Linked DNA regions of Mus musculus: all the other regions are linked to region 1. Evidence: chromatin contacts called from public Hi-C data. All regions are on one chromosome and are shown on one strand. Each heading gives the region's core, a stretch centred on a gene start, on an enhancer-like site or on the middle of the called end of the contact. The rest is flanking DNA. Distances are from core to core; before and after follow the strand shown.

What was found. A called contact is a pair of places that touch in the nucleus more often than the background predicts.
Region 2: a Hi-C map of the N1E-115 cell line shows a contact between it and region 1, with 3 times the contacts expected there. The contact joins two enhancer-like sites. A contact is called at or near these places in 2 of 484 Hi-C or Micro-C datasets (the N1E-115 cell line and nephron progenitors) and 1 of 115 datasets of contacts at active chromatin or transcription factors (embryonic stem cells).
Region 3: a contact with region 1 is called in a Hi-C map of the N1E-115 cell line, with 2.8 times the contacts expected there. The contact joins two enhancer-like sites. A contact is called at or near these places in 3 of 484 Hi-C or Micro-C datasets (the N1E-115 cell line, cortical neurons and forebrain) and 1 of 115 datasets of contacts at active chromatin or transcription factors (embryonic stem cells).

What each region holds. Positions count from the first base shown.
Region 1 is chr2:5,767,874-5,772,931 of GRCm38.p6, forward strand. No RefSeq gene overlaps it. Among named protein-coding and RNA genes, the nearest start is that of Gm29857, 42 kb to the left of the region's middle. Within about 2 kb of position 2,003, at least 53 of the 459 cell types and tissues checked have an H3K27ac peak or open chromatin away from gene starts, as enhancers often do. A contact at or near this core is called in the N1E-115 cell line, where this site is marked.
Region 2 is chr2:5,575,085-5,580,142 of GRCm38.p6, forward strand. All of the region lies in intron 1 of Camk1d (calcium/calmodulin-dependent protein kinase ID), which reads right to left. Among named protein-coding and RNA genes, the nearest start is that of Gm36853, 95 kb to the left of the region's middle. Within about 2 kb of position 2,182, at least 26 of the 459 cell types and tissues checked have an H3K27ac peak or open chromatin away from gene starts, as enhancers often do. A contact at or near this core is called in the N1E-115 cell line, where this site is marked.
Region 3 is chr2:5,593,740-5,598,797 of GRCm38.p6, forward strand. All of the region lies in intron 1 of Camk1d (calcium/calmodulin-dependent protein kinase ID), which reads right to left. Among named protein-coding and RNA genes, the nearest start is that of Gm36853, 110 kb to the left of the region's middle. Within about 2 kb of position 2,337, at least 37 of the 459 cell types and tissues checked have an H3K27ac peak or open chromatin away from gene starts, as enhancers often do. A contact at or near this core is called in the N1E-115 cell line, where this site is marked.

The DNA of each region.
Region 1 (5,058 bases), core at 753-3,252:
GTGCTTCCTAGGTCTGTTCAAACAATGTGAAGGTGCAAGAGTATGGCCTCTGTTGTGGCCCAGGTGATTAGAAACACAAGAGGAGCAAATTAATCTTTGGGGCTCTTGGTGATGAATCACAGAATCCATAAAAGGTCCAACTTCTGGCCCCTGGCATGGAAGTCAATGGCTTTTCATCCTGACTATGATGTCCTCGTTCCTCTGGAGGCAGCAGCTCTCAGAAGGACTGCTGATGAAAGTGTTTCCTCACTCTGCTCTGGGGAAATGCCCAGCTTAAGTAGAAAGGGGTGAAGAGACAGCCGAGGGAAACAGCCTGAAAGAAAAAACACAAAGTTTTAAAACTTAATTATGCTTCAAGACAATAAAATAATTTGTTCAAAATGTTTATGGGAAATGAGTTTGAATTTAGATTCTCTTCCCACTCAAATGATCAATAGCATGTGAAAGGGCAAAAAAGAACTGAGTTTTTCTACCCACGTGCCCACCATGAAGAGTTAGTCAAGAAACTACTTTGGCAAAACAAAAAAAGAATTGAAGAAAGGGAATGAAATATGGTCAAAGGAACAGTGTCAGTCAAATATGAACCAGAAGGGGAAGCCATTAGGCTGTGCAAGCAGAAAATTGTAGAACCAGAAGCCTGAACTTTTGTTTCACTAGGCTCATTTATATTTCAAGAAAGGCTCTTCTGGAAAAACTCACAGCTCTCTGAAGATATTTAGCTCCATTTAGCAGGGCCTTTGGTCCATCTCATCTTACTCCACAGTGTTGAATCCACTTACATGTAGCAGTGACACACACTGTGATTGACACCAGCAATTTTCAGAGCCCAGCCTGGTGCTTTGTCAAATGATCCATCTCTAGCCATCCCCTAGGGATTTCCTACCAATAAGAAAGGAAAATGGCTGAACTCAAAGATCTGAAGCATGTGCTATTTGTCAGAGGCAAAAATTGGGACATGAGACCAGACTGATAAGTAAAATTATATTTTTTTCAGAACCAAACAGGAAGAATATTTAAAATCAAGCCATTCTTGCCAATTCAAGATAAATGTAACCAATATTGTTCTGGGGTACCCGTGGAAGCATGACAAGATGAAAATCTGAGGTCCTCGGCCAGGGGTGATTTCCTTGTTGATGGACCCCTTCTGGTCCCAGAGACTCACCCTCCTCTTATCAGGGTGAGTACCCAGGGTGTTCCCACTGACTCACTCCATAAGTCCACATTCCTTACATATTTGTTTGATGGTTGCATATGACAGCCTGGATCAGGGCCAGATGGCTATGTAGAAAGCATCAAACCCAACCTCTTCTCTCTTATCCCTGGTGGTTTAGTTCTGGTCCCACACTGTCTGCCCTACTTAACCAACAAGTTCTGCAGCTGGAAAGCTTGGGAATTGTAATGCTAGTGTGATCTTCGGAGTAGAGGGGAGTGGCGGTGGATAGAGCATCTTACTAACATTTGTAGCTACTTATCAAAAGTGTTTCTGCTTACCTCCTGTAGCAGTCTGCTTAGAAAGGCCAGGCCAGATGCAGTGGCACACACCTGTAAACCCAGAACTTGGGAGGTCGAGGTGGAAGGATTAGGGGTTCAAAATCATCCTTGATTACATAGTGAGTTCATGAATTCAAAATAAACAAATAAACAAGGTCTGAAAAGTACAACATTCTATCTTGTTACAACCCCTGTGTTATTTTGATGTTTCTTATTGAGTAGGACCCTCAGCAACCATAGAGCTAACTGGTCTACCTCTTAATGAATTCTGAACATGACCCCTTAGAAGAACAACAATTCTAAGGATTTACACCCACAACATACACTCTTATACCCACCTTCTGTTTCCAGGGCTCCTGCCTGGAAACAACATCATCATTGGCCTTGGCCACAAGAATGCCCTGGTGTCAGATGAGAGATAAAGATAAGAGCTGCAGGCCTCCCTTCCCCCAGGACATTGTGTCATATTCAGGAAGTCCTAACCAGAGGCTGATAAGAGCTGGGCAGATTCACTTCCCCAGAGATAGTTTCATACCCAATGATGCTGGTTCTGGATCCAGAAAGACAGTAGAGCCTTGCCACATAGCAACAGGGATGTACTAGAGAGAGGTTTATTTCACTTTAAGGACACATGCCTCTCATTCCACTCTCACAACAAATATCAAAAAATGTGGTGGTTCAGGCCTTTGAGTGCAGCACTGAGGAGGCAGAAGTAGTTGACATCTGTGAGTTCAAGACCAGCTTGCTCTACAAAGAAGATTCCAGGACAGCCAGGGCTACACAGAGAAATCCTGTCTCGAAACCTCCCTCCACCCCAACAAAAAGAAAGAGAAAAGGAAAAAGTGGTTCTGTCCCAGAATTGAAAAATCTGTGACTGCTAGACTGGCTTAATTTCTGATTCATCTGCTAATCCAGGAACATCCAGTGATATGCTAACAGGCTTGTTGGGGTTTATGTAGCTAACATCACTTACCTTAGAGTTCAGAGTCAGCCTTCCTTACACAAATGAGTTATTACAGCTCCACTGAGTTTCCTAGTTATACTGCCAATCTCCCCATGTTTAATTAAGGAACAGCAGAAAAACTCCCAAATTCACCGTTAGTTGGGATGCAGTTACTATAACAAACACTTGAATTAAGGAAACCAAGGGTCTGAGGTTTAAATCAACAACTACAAAACACAACAGAGAGAGGACAGAGCACATGGCCCTCTTACTCCACTGGGACCTGGGGAGAAGATCCAGTGTCTTCAGTCACAAGCCAGGTGTCACTTTAGCTGCTGTTAATAGGAAAAATTTAGTTGGAAGGCACAGCATAGTTAAAGGATATAAGAGGAGAGTCTCCATCATTAAAAACTCATACAGTGATTCAGACTTTTGTCTCCATGGAAACAACATCATCAGCTCTGCCAAGTGTCTCCACTCCAAGTACAAGGACCTAAAAGTAGGGAAAGCCTTTCATTAACTAAGCCAGGCGCCATCTTGTGGTAAGTCTCTTAGCAACGTGGAAGAAGCCACAGACTAAATGTTTCCCAAAATTATCTGTAGTGGACAAAACATCCGGAGCTTTTCCTTCCAACTAAGAACTAAGAAAGAGCCCATAACACTCTTCCGGGGATCTAAGAGTTAGCAGTTGTGATTTCTTCACCCCAAAGTCAGCAATCTTTAGAAAAAAAGGAAGAAAATTTGAGGAAGTAACTCAGCAGTTTTACGAAAGATATTCTTTAAATGACAGTGTACACCCCTTTTATTGGAGAAGCTTCACCCAGCGAGTCAGGGCCTGGGCCCTGTTGCTCCGTTTCCTGTCTGGATGGTTTAAAGGGAAGAGTGTGTTCCACATGTGGTCATGGAAGGTTTTCACACAGCCCCGAAGGGAGCCTGAGCATGTGGATCCTGGTTCCTACTTATTTTGTTTTTCAGAAATTATTAACCAAGGTCATCCCTGTGGATCTTATGAGAACCAGCTGCAGGTGATCCACTCATGTAAGAAAACTTCCCATAACTGACTGCACCAGGGCGACCAGGATCGAAGCTAAGGAAGGTTCCACAGTGCTGTCAGTGGATATCAGTGTTAAGGGTTTGACAGAACACCACACTGGTTAGAGGTGGTGCTAAGCTCTGTATTTTGTGTGGTTACAATACCAACATGCTTGTAGAGAGTGTCATAGACCTAGGCAATGTTAGTATTTTATTACCTCACCCAGCCTCACAGCAGACAGACTCTCAAATTCACCATTAGTTGGGATGCAGTTGCCATAACAAACACCTGAAACCACCACTACCTTACAAAGAAAAGGCTTGGATCATAGATTTGATGTTCTTGTCCAGGACAATTGTGCCTATAGCTTTGGACCTCCAGTAAGGTACCACATCAAGGTGAAAGTGTGTGGTAGAGCTAAGTAACTCTCCCTAGGACTAGCACATAAGAGAGAGAAGCCAGGATTTCCCAGCCCCCTTCAAGGGCAGTAATCTAATGTTCTGAGGCATTGCACTAGGCCCAATCTCTTAAAGTTTCTGCCACCTCCCAATAGTGCCCAGTGGGGACCAGGATTCTATAAGCATGTCTAACCTGTAGGTCTGCACAAATTTAGAAATTTAGTTAAAGCATTAAGGGGTGTGTGTGTGTGTGTGTGTGTGTGTGTGTGTGTGTGTGTGTGAATGTGGAGGCCTGAGGAAAACCCGAACTGTCATTCTTCAGATGCCTTCCCCCTCTTGTTTGTTGAAACAGGCTTTCTCATTGGTTTGATAGACATCAAGTAGGTTATACTGACTGGGCACTGAGGCACAGGAATCCATCTTTCTCTGCCTCCCTGGTACACACCACTGTGTCCAGTTTGTGTGTGTGTGTGTGTGTTCCACATATTCTTTTATTTTTATTTCATTACATTTCATTTTTTACTTATTCACTTTACATCCCACTCACTGCCCCTCCCTCCCCATCACACCCTCCACAACCCATCCCCATCCCCTGTCCCCTTCTCCTCTGAGTGGGTGGGGTCCTCCTCAGGTGTCCCCCACCTTGCATGCCCAGTTTTTAAATGTAAATTTTGAGAGAGTGAACACAGACCCTCATGCTATTGATGCAAAGCATTTCTGCAGTTTTTCACCTCAGTCTCAAGACTTTTTGTAATTTTTTTTTTTTTGGTAATTTGCACTTTTTTTTCAAGCATGACCTTTGTAGATAATATTGTTACTTCATGCCTGCAACATACGAACCTTTTACAGTTTTGCAGAAGAACATTGACTAGCACAAGACTCACAGGCTTTTCCTTCCTGTTTGTATGAGGGGTGGACTTAAGGGACATTCACCAGACAAGCTATAGCATTGCAATAGAGAGCTTGCAAAATAACACAACTTCCCCACTAAAGCTTTGCAAGTCCTTCTTGTCCTTCACAGAGTCAAGTACATGGAAGATACTCAAAGGAGGTTTGAGGCTGTCTGGCAGTTGACGTATCTCATACTGATGAACAGAAGAAGCTAAGGTCCAGACCACAGTGTCATTGAATAATCACTTGCTTGGTTGTATTACAGAAAGTTTAATCAGAATTCTTATCCCAACTCCATGCAT
Region 2 (5,058 bases), core at 932-3,431, 190 kb before region 1:
ATCGGGAGTCACAACTCTGTATAATCTTATGACAGACAGAATCACCATCTGCCAAAGATACCCAGGTTCTAGTTTGTAGGTATGCCACCAGACACAGCCAATGAGACTTTGCAGGTGTGACTAAGTTGTCTATCCTACTATGGTAAATGTCCTGGATTTTCAATAATCACAATAATAGGAGGACACAAAAGGGCAACTTCTTGAATGAAGTGACAAAGAGGGCAGGATGACATCCATGCTGGAAGAGACACTAGCCAAGAGAAACATTGAGCCCTTACCTAGCAGTTAGAGAAGCGGGGTTGGGGGGGGTGGGCTTGTCCCATCAGGGAAGAGCACAAGCCCTTCTAATATCTTTAATATCTAATATTTTCTAATATCTTGAGCTTTGCCTGGCAAGATTCAGTTTGGGACTTCTGACCAAAACTAAGATAATTTGTGATACCCCAAGGTCTATAAGCGTTGCTAATTTGTGACAGCAACAGTAGGAAATAAACACAAAAATATCATTGTTGTTGTTGTTATCATCATCACCATGCAGAAACTAGGCTTAAGAAGTTATACAAGTCTCAAAGCTACTAACCAGGAAGCAATAATACTCATACTCAGGTGTGTGGTGTGGACAGGATGATGCCCTGGGGGGGAGGGGGGAGCAAGGGTCCCACACTGTGTGTGCTCTGAACATCTGATGCAAGGCTGTGCACCTGATGCTGGCTGTCACTACAAGGGGTGGCCTAAGCAAGTGGGGAAGATAACCAGAGCTGATCAATATGCAATATCTTCACTCCAACCAAATGGATTGTGTTCTGTGTCCTTTAAATATCCCTTTGAACATGAACAAATGATTTGGGCATTCAGGAGGTCCGTGTATGGCCAACAATTTCCTTATTTTGATACTTAAGGGCATTAAAAAAAAACACTTTATCTTTACCTTTAAAGATGCTTCTCCTCTTGTTTGTCTTTGCTCCACAAAGGAAATACCTGAGGCACACTTCAATCACTGAGCTGCATCTTGGGTAATTTCCTAAATAAAGCTGTGAGCAGAAGGTGGCCGTGACGTGTACTAGTCTATGCATCCTTAGAAGTACAGAAGTGGAATCTGTGTGTGCATGTGTGTAACTGGAGACTGAGCCAGAGCCGCCTCCGTGTTAGGAAAGTGCGTGGCCTCCAAGCTATGGTGTCAATCCTTCTAAGTACAGACTAGAATATAGACAATGATTCCTTCCCTGACCACGATACTGTATCCAAAAAAAATGAAGCTCTTATAGCCTTGTCACCATCACCATCCTCATCTTAACCACAGGATCACCACACCTCCACTGCTGTTTATTAAAGCTTACTGTAAAGAACAATTACCAGCCACATTTTTATTCTACCAACAACTCTTCATAGTAACATTAGTATGTCCATTCTACAGCTGACAAAACCAGAGCTCAAGAAGATCACATTTTTGCTGTCAGGCTAATAAAACTGACGGCCTAATCGTGACTGGATGATAAAGTCATTCTCTGTCATTTTGAGACACTTCCGCACCAGTCTAGCTGTGGTCAAACCTCAAATTCAGAAAGAACGATAATAGTGAATTAACAAGGGTTTCTCGCCGTGCTCCCCACCCTCCAAGTGTCCAGAGTCCCCCACCCATACCTTATAAGTAGTAACTTATGCCAGAGAAATCCATTAACTACGCCATAACCAGAGGACCTTCCAATAGAGCGAGCTGACCTTCTCCAGGTTCCTGACAGTGTTTACCACTCGCCAAGGCTGAAAGCAGAGACTCAATTCCCTCCTGCTTTCCTGAGCCTGCACCCTCTGCTGGGAGAGAAGGCCGCTATTTTTCTGCTGAACTTTCCCCCTAGAACACTTTTTTTCAGTGTTCTAGGCTTGGCCTTGGCATTTTCAATGTGTTATAATGTACACTCTTCCCAAAGCACAAACACTCAGCAGGAGCTAAACTGGCCCTTGTGCCCGCCCACTGGTCCTGTCTCTTTCTAAATGGCCCACACATCTCATTATTCATTTCCTGATGGATGGAGCCAACCTAATCTTCCTGCACAATTGGCAGGCCCTGTAGTCTCCTACAACATAAGCACATTAACTTTACCCCAACCCTTAGAAAAATTGATACCTCTACAGGCTCTGCTATGGGGAGACGTTGTGTTTGCTGTTCAGCCACTTACACACACAGCTGCTAAGCAATTATTATAAAGAGTTGATGATACACATGTTCCTGGCCAAAGCCAACAGTATGTCTGCCCTGTGACTGCCCACAGAACAAAAAGATGATAGTGTGTTTCTACACCCTGCCCCCAAACTAAAGGCCAGAGCATGGCAGTATTTTTTTTTCCAGTTCCTTGGCTGTGGGGGTTATAAGCCCTCAGAAAGAATGTAGGCACAAACATGTTCTTGACTTCACCTCCAAGTCCCGAAGGGCTGGAACTAGGACCAGGCTCAGAGCATCACAGAAGCCCCAGCCCAGGCACATGCCACTCAACCTGGCCTAGGAGGGCAGAGACGGGTTCCAGCTGCAGGGTACACCACAGATCCTCCTTCGAAGCTTCTCTGACCCTTGGGGATGGGCTGCCCCGAAATTCAGGACAGACAGGTCAAAACAAGACAGTTCCCAGAGCAAAGATTGCACAGGCCGAGTGACTTGAGGGCCTCCGAAGCACTTGGCTGTCTAAAGGTCTCTTCCCAAATTGGCCCATGATTAAAGCGCTTGAGATTCCATCAGCAAGCCACTTCCCGTTAAGAGACACAACTATTGACATCCCCACAGAAATCAGAGCATGCTTCCTGGGAACAGGCCAATGTGCCACACAAAGACATTAGCAGGACACAGCAGGAAGTCCTTAATGAAACTGGAAACTGGCCATGGTTTAAACATGAGTTAGCCCTATGAAGAGCAGCTGCTCTTTCAAGGAAATGAGAATAACAAGCTGCCACAGATCACATAAGACAAGGTGTTTTGAACTGTCCCTCAAGGTACGGAGGGACCACTCTCTGAGGCAAAGAACCTCAGACACAGTGGGCAGGTCACTGCAGAGGTGGGGGGGGGGGCATTCAGGCCATTTAGTCACTGAACACACACTGAACAAAAGTATATGGAGAGAGATGAAGGGCGTGCTCTGGTCCTGGAGACTCCCGTGCCAGGCGGAGGGAGACAGAGGAAACAAGTTCCTGTGTAGCTGGTAGGTTGGATCAGTGGGTAAAGCACTTACCAGGCAAGCATAGCACCATAAGTAAAGCCTCCAGAAGCCATATAAAAATTGCTAGGTATGGTGACATACACTTGAAATCCCAGCTCTGAGAAGGTGGAGGTAGGAAGCTAGGTGGGTGGGGGCCAGCCAACCTAGCCTAAGCAGTGAGCTCCAGACCAGTGAGCGACTGCCCCCAAACAAGGGACATGGCACCCGAGTAACGACAGGTAAGACTGTATTCTGGCCTCCACACATATGTATGCACAGGCACATGAAACACACATACAAACATGTGCAATCACATACACGTAAAAGCACATTTCATATATACATGGATACATAAAGACTCAAACACACGGGCAGTTTGCAAGGATGAATGCATGGACAGAGCAAACCGCTGCTGACGATTGCATGGAGCAGGGGGAGAGGCACGAGCCTATGCAGGAGAGCTTTCCAGAGAAGAGACCCACAAACCTGAGGCTCGGGCTTATCGGCATCCCTCCTTATCCCAGACACTCTGTCCTATCTTTCTGCGTCTACTGAGCCTACCTGCTTATCGACCAGATACTTCCCCTGCCTCATGCTGGGTGCTCCATGGTGGCTTGAACCCCTCCTCTCTACCCCACTACAAAAGAGGACTACTGAACAATCCCATGAAATCATTCCATTATCATGCTTCCACAGATGCTCTGGGATAACTTTTCTTTCACCATTGCAAAAATTAGAATTTATTGGCATTCATGTTCTCCTCTGAACTATGAAAAGCCCACCATTCTTGCTGGAATTCGTTCATGAATCTACCTGGACTTGTCTTTTTTTTCCTACTTGAAAGACAAATATGTTGTTCTACCACAGCCACCTTCAGCTGATAGCTTTAAAGGAGAACTCCATGCTTGCCCTCAGACTTGAACACCCCACGCCATGTCTAGTAACTGGCCTACACCTCCCCTGCTCTCCCTAGGACTGGCACATCCCCCCTCACAATGGCAAATGCTATTCCAGGTACCAAAGAAGGTTCTAGAAGTGTACCTGAAGCACACAGACACAAACAGACTGTTACTATGACTCAATGGTTTTTTCCTTTGCCTCCTTCTTCAGCGCTTCAGAAAATTACATTTAGAATACAAACTGGCCACACTACTTGTCTTTATCTATACATCAGATATACTTCAGAAGTGGCAGGGAAACACAGAAATGAATCACTATGCCTCAGCACTCCAGAACTCTAGGACAGAGGATCTGAAGGAACTGCCTGAACTCTCTAAGATGCACAACCCTAGCATCTCTCCCAAGGGAAAGTCTCGGCAGTGATGAGAATGACCTCATTTCCTGACTTGATTTTTGAAACAAAAATGCCAATCCTGTGTAGCCAGCTTCCCCCTTCCCATGTGTGCAGCCACTGGCAGGCACTGACTTCCTCTCCACAAACTTCATGGTGTTGATCAAAGATCAGACTGTCGGATTGAAAGGGGAGACAATGAGAACATATGTTGCCTGTTCGGTACAGCGTCAGCTGTCATATCCAGGTGAGTGGTATTTAGGAAATGACTGTAGATGTCTTGTTGGCTATGATTATGAAGAAAATCTACCTTTTACAAGAGCTCATGTTAATAACATTTCTAAATTTAAAAATCACAGTGAAGTGTCAGAGACATTTAAGGGGGAAGAATGAAAATATACACATGCAAACCTCACAATCAGAGAGAGAGAGAGCACATTCAAGTCCCACAAATAAAATCTTAAAATATTAACATTCACACTATACCAAAGGCCTTCCCCAGGGAGCTACCTGCACAACTCCAGTATTCCCACTCACAGAAACCCATGTTGGGGAGAAGCCACCTCCCTCCCGGTCAAATACATG
Region 3 (5,058 bases), core at 1,087-3,586, 170 kb before region 1:
CCTTTGGCTGATGTCAATAATGATGTTAACTTGTGGAAGGATAACCTGAGGTACCAAAGAAATATATCCTCATAAGAACAGGCAACTATCTGAAGATTTAGATCAGGATAGAACAACTGCATCTACCGTGAGATGCTTGCTCAATGATGTCTCCATTAAATCCTAGGTTTGGTGAGAGAAACGTGTAGTTCAGGACCAGCTAGCACCTTTCTCAGGCTCCCTGAAAGAAAGCCATGATGAAAACCATTTGGTCTAAGTGGTTTGCTGAGTGGAAGAAATGACCAAGGCAGATGACAAAGTCATAATTGTTGGATATGGTTAGGAGGCACATCTACCTGCACAGGAAGAAGGAGGGATCAAAATGAGCTACTGCCAGAGACAGCCAGAGACAGGTGGGTTTAAAGAGAAGGTGCAGCAGGCAATCCCTAAGAGATGAAGAGTTGGGAATCAAAATAAGATTCCAGAGGAGGGTAAGCCACATGTGAGGAATAACGATGGACAATTTCCTATAAATAGAAACTGGCAAGAAAGCCACGAGCTCTGGGCCTCTGTATAAATCAGAAAAGACTTCCTTTCTCCAGAGTATCACTTGACTGAAGTGTTAAAATGTGTATGTAGTGGCTGGCCATGGATCAACTGGCTATGCCATCTACTTGTTCTCTGCCATTCCTAGAAAGGGGACAATAGGATTTCCTAGGTTTACTGTGAACGAGGTACTGAGACCAATCTTAGATTCGGCTTTCCTCTGCCTCATTAATGGAAACAAAAGAAGAGGCAAAGAGCTGAACATGGAGGCACAAACTTTGATTCCTACCTGCTGAGGCAGGAGGATTATAAGTTCAAGGCATGTCTGAACTTCAGAATGAGTTCATAGACCAGTCTGGGCAAATGGCAAGACCCTGCCTCAAAAAGGTAACGAGAGAGCTGAGTAGACAGTGCAGCACTTGCCTAGCAGGCGTGAGGCCCTAGGTTCAATTCCCAGGACTGCCGAAAACACACGGGGTGGGCCAGCTAGATGGCTAAGCGGGTAATGGTGCCTAATTGCCCAAGTTCAATCCCCACAGCCCATATGTTGGAAGGAGAGAAATGAACTAATTCACCCAACTTGTTCTTTATCCTACAAATGTACTCTGCCATGCAATTGTGCGCGCGCTCGCATACCCCCCACACACATACACACACTAAACAAACAATATCACTTGCTCATTGCTGGGCCACCTCTCTATCCCTCAGGCTAGCCCTTTCCTAAATACAGATTCTCAGCACAGCGATCCATGGAGGACACAATACCATCTGACCTTACAAAGGAAACCTACGTACATATGGGCCACGCCATCAAAGGCTATTTTGGCCTCTTTGTTCCTCTACCAATTCATTAGGTTGAGGAGCACATCTTGTACACAACTCACCCAAACACAGAAACATGACGAAATGGGGCTCTAAAGGATGTCCAAACTGGAGGCCAGCGTGGCATGCTCAGGCAATAGTGACCAGGCTTTCACAACCATTAGAAATCCACCCTGGCCTACCCTTGCAGTCTATAACTGGGTACCCAGTATTCCAACAATCAGACCAATAAATCATTTCCTGTACAGATTGGCTCAGGTAACTTGAAAATGTTCCAGTTTCATAGATATTTAGAGACCAATGAGTACTGTACTAAGAGCTACAAATACAGAGGAAACCCAACGTCGAGTGGATTCCCCCATCCCAGCTCCTCTCTGAGTTTTGGATAGGAATACAAGAAAGGGCCTGGCTCCTTCCACCTCCAGAGTGAAGTCTGCAGAGAATCTGAGTCCTATATTATCCCTTCTCACCACCCACGGCACTCTCAGAAGCAACCAGCATGGTCATAATCCATCTGACATACAAGTAAAACATGAACAAAGACTTGGGAACTTAAGGTGGCTGCCATCTCTACTCACCCAGCATACAGCAAAGCTGGTAATACTCACTGACTCTAATATCTTCTTATCTATGACTCTTAGCCAAAATAATATGTTCAGAAGTGCCCTTCCTATGGGAGGGAACAGTAAGTTTCCAAATACACGCCATACACAGAGAGCTGGGCGGGGAGGATTGAGGTCACTTTCTGTTTGGGATTGGCCCTGCTTGGCCCTGCTTTGCCCTGCATTGTGTTTCTTTGCTTCTGTGCATAATAGAAGATGTCATCTTGGCCTTGATAAAGAGCAAGCGGCGATAACGCCACACAGCCAAGATCTAGCTTTGTCATGAGAGGCATAATTAAATTCTCATAAACCAGACACTACAACTGGCCCATCTGCTTCTCCTCTTAGTCATTCTCTGCTGTACAACCCTGCTGAGCAAGCAGGAAGGGATGGGCATTGCTTGCAATGAACATAGAGATCTTGCTCTATAGACTGTAGGAAAAGTCTCCTCTAAGAAGTGAAGTGTCAGAGACAGAAGTAACAGGGATGATGGTACAGGTAACACTGAGAAGTTGCTAAGCCTTAGTGTTATACACTATAGATTCATGATCTTAAAAATTGCAAAGCAGGATTAATGCTGACAGACAGACAGATATTTTGAAGCTTTGTATGTGCACACACCCCTAGAGCAGGCCACTCACTACAAGCAACTAGCACATCTGTTACTGTTAGACACATACACACACACACACACACACACACACACACACACACATGCCTCAGCAAGTACAGGAAAGCACAAGCCTTGTGGGGCTATTGAAGCTGTAAGATCTCTAACATACATCCATGTCCTACCAGCCGAATGTCCTCAGAAGCAATGTTAACTCTCCTTGAATAAAGCCCATGATCCTAGAGCCCATTATACTATAGTCTCTGCCCTAAGAATTCAGATTATCACTGTAACATTGCCATACAGCAGGAGAGCAAGAAAAAAATGTTCTTTAACCCCTCCCCCAACCTCTGTGTGTGTGTGTGTGTGTGTGTGTGTGTGTGTGTGTGTGTGTGTTAGGAGTCTCCTTCAATCACTCTTCACATTATTTTTTTAAGGAGTATTTCTCACTGAACCTGAAGCCCCAGAATTCCGCTAGACCTGCTGGCTAGCAGGCCCTGGGATCCAACTGTCCCTGGCTCTCACTGCCCGAGGTAAAGACATAGACTGTCACATTCAGTGGTTTAGCTGGGTGCTGGGGATCCAAAGTCAGGTCCTCACGCTTTCTAGCAAGCACTCTGCCTGCGGAGTCAAAGCAATATTCAAACGTGATCGTCCACCTTCTGCTCTGTACTACTGAAGCCCACATCCTAATTCTGCATGGCCGGCCCGGCAGTAACAGGAAGAAGGGAAGCAGAGGCGGCTGAGGAAGCAGCACACTCGGTTAGCTCTGCATGACATGTATTTATTCACACGGTGGAGCCTGCGAGCGAAGGGCTCGGATCTCTGCTTGCTGATGTTCCCACCCATTCTCCCACCAGCCCACTCTGCTTCCACATCCTTGCTCACTTGTGTGCCCCCTTCCCTCCTCTCCTTACCTGCTTTCTCCTCCCTTGATAAAAGTAGCCAGGCTGCCAGACAGCTGTGACACATGCCAACAGGGAACCTGTACTCAGGTGTAAATCCAGCTTCCAGGAGGGGCTTTTTTTTGTTTGTTTCATGCATCTCATTGAATATATTTAAATACATTATATACAGCCCCTGGCTGCAGGAGGCAGAAAGAAAAGCAAGTGCTCTTTCTGAACTCCCAGCAGTAAATAGAGAAGGCACGGGTGTGTGTGTGTGTGTGTGTGTGTGTGTGTGTGTGTGTGTGTATACATGTGTGTGTCTGTGTGTGTCTATGTGTGTCTACGCACACAAAACCACATATGTACATATAAAGATATATACACCCTTATGTACATATATTCATATATACATATGTACTTACATGTATGTATTCATGTAGGTGTACGTATGAGCACATAATACATATACACATACATGTATACATTCACATGTATATACACATGCATGTGTGAGCACACGTACACACACAATTCACTGGGTGGACAACAGTGCAATATGATTAAACATGTACTAAGGGGGGAAATGCATCAATGCTGGTCTTAAGGAACCCTGAGCTGGCACCCAGTTCCTCTCTGAAGGGAAGATGGACTCCAAAGGGGAAAGACTGAAAATGTTGCCACAGAAATGAACAGGATCTCTGATGCCACAAAACTCTAAGTCTGGGCCCAGAGCCACGAAGCCACGGAGTCATGGAGCCACATCCTAAGCCTGCCTTTTTTCGGATGCTGCTGGAGTCACTCTTTCTGGCCACACCCCAGGTCAGCACCTGGGCAGGCTACAAGGCCTCACATTTATCACATGAGCTTTGAGCTTAGGAGTTTGTACTCTGGTGACAAAGTCCCCAGAGTGAGGCCTGCCTCTGCTGCTTCAGGGGACCTTAGGCTTCCATTCCTCCTTTGTAACTCAGAGATTGAGGACAGCTCTTGCCTGTGGGACATGGGAGGACATGGTACACTCTCAATACTACTACATAAAGGTCACCTTCTGTTCCCTGGGCCTTGTCATCACTTCAGCTAGGTTTAAAAGCCAAACATTTCATCTCTTGGCCCCCAATCTACATACAGGTAAACTGAGGAACAGGCTAGTAACTGGCAGTGTCTCTGTCCTTCAGGCATAAGTTGACACCATGACAAGTTCCTTTCACCTGCCTGGAGTCTCAGTATTACAGACTAGCCTTTCTCCAACCAATCCTGCTACCACCAAGGGCAACTCTTCCTAAAACACTGCCCACCCTGGCCTTCCTCTGCCCCAGAGTCAACCATGCACCCTCTTTATTTACAGTTCAGCATCTCCACTTTTCCAAGCACAGCCTTCGGCTCCACTGCAGGGCACACTCACCATTCTGTTCCTCTATACTGGCTCCCAACTCCCAGCCTCATGCTGGTCACGCGGTGCCTCGTGGTTGCTCCAGCATCCCCTCAACTCTTCCCACATCTGTGATGGCACCCACTCATCCTCCATCACCCTCCTCCACTCTCTCAGAGCACCCAGGCACCCACCAGGACCTAGCATGGTATCACTTAGCAACTGTCACCCGCTGTGCTAGTAAGA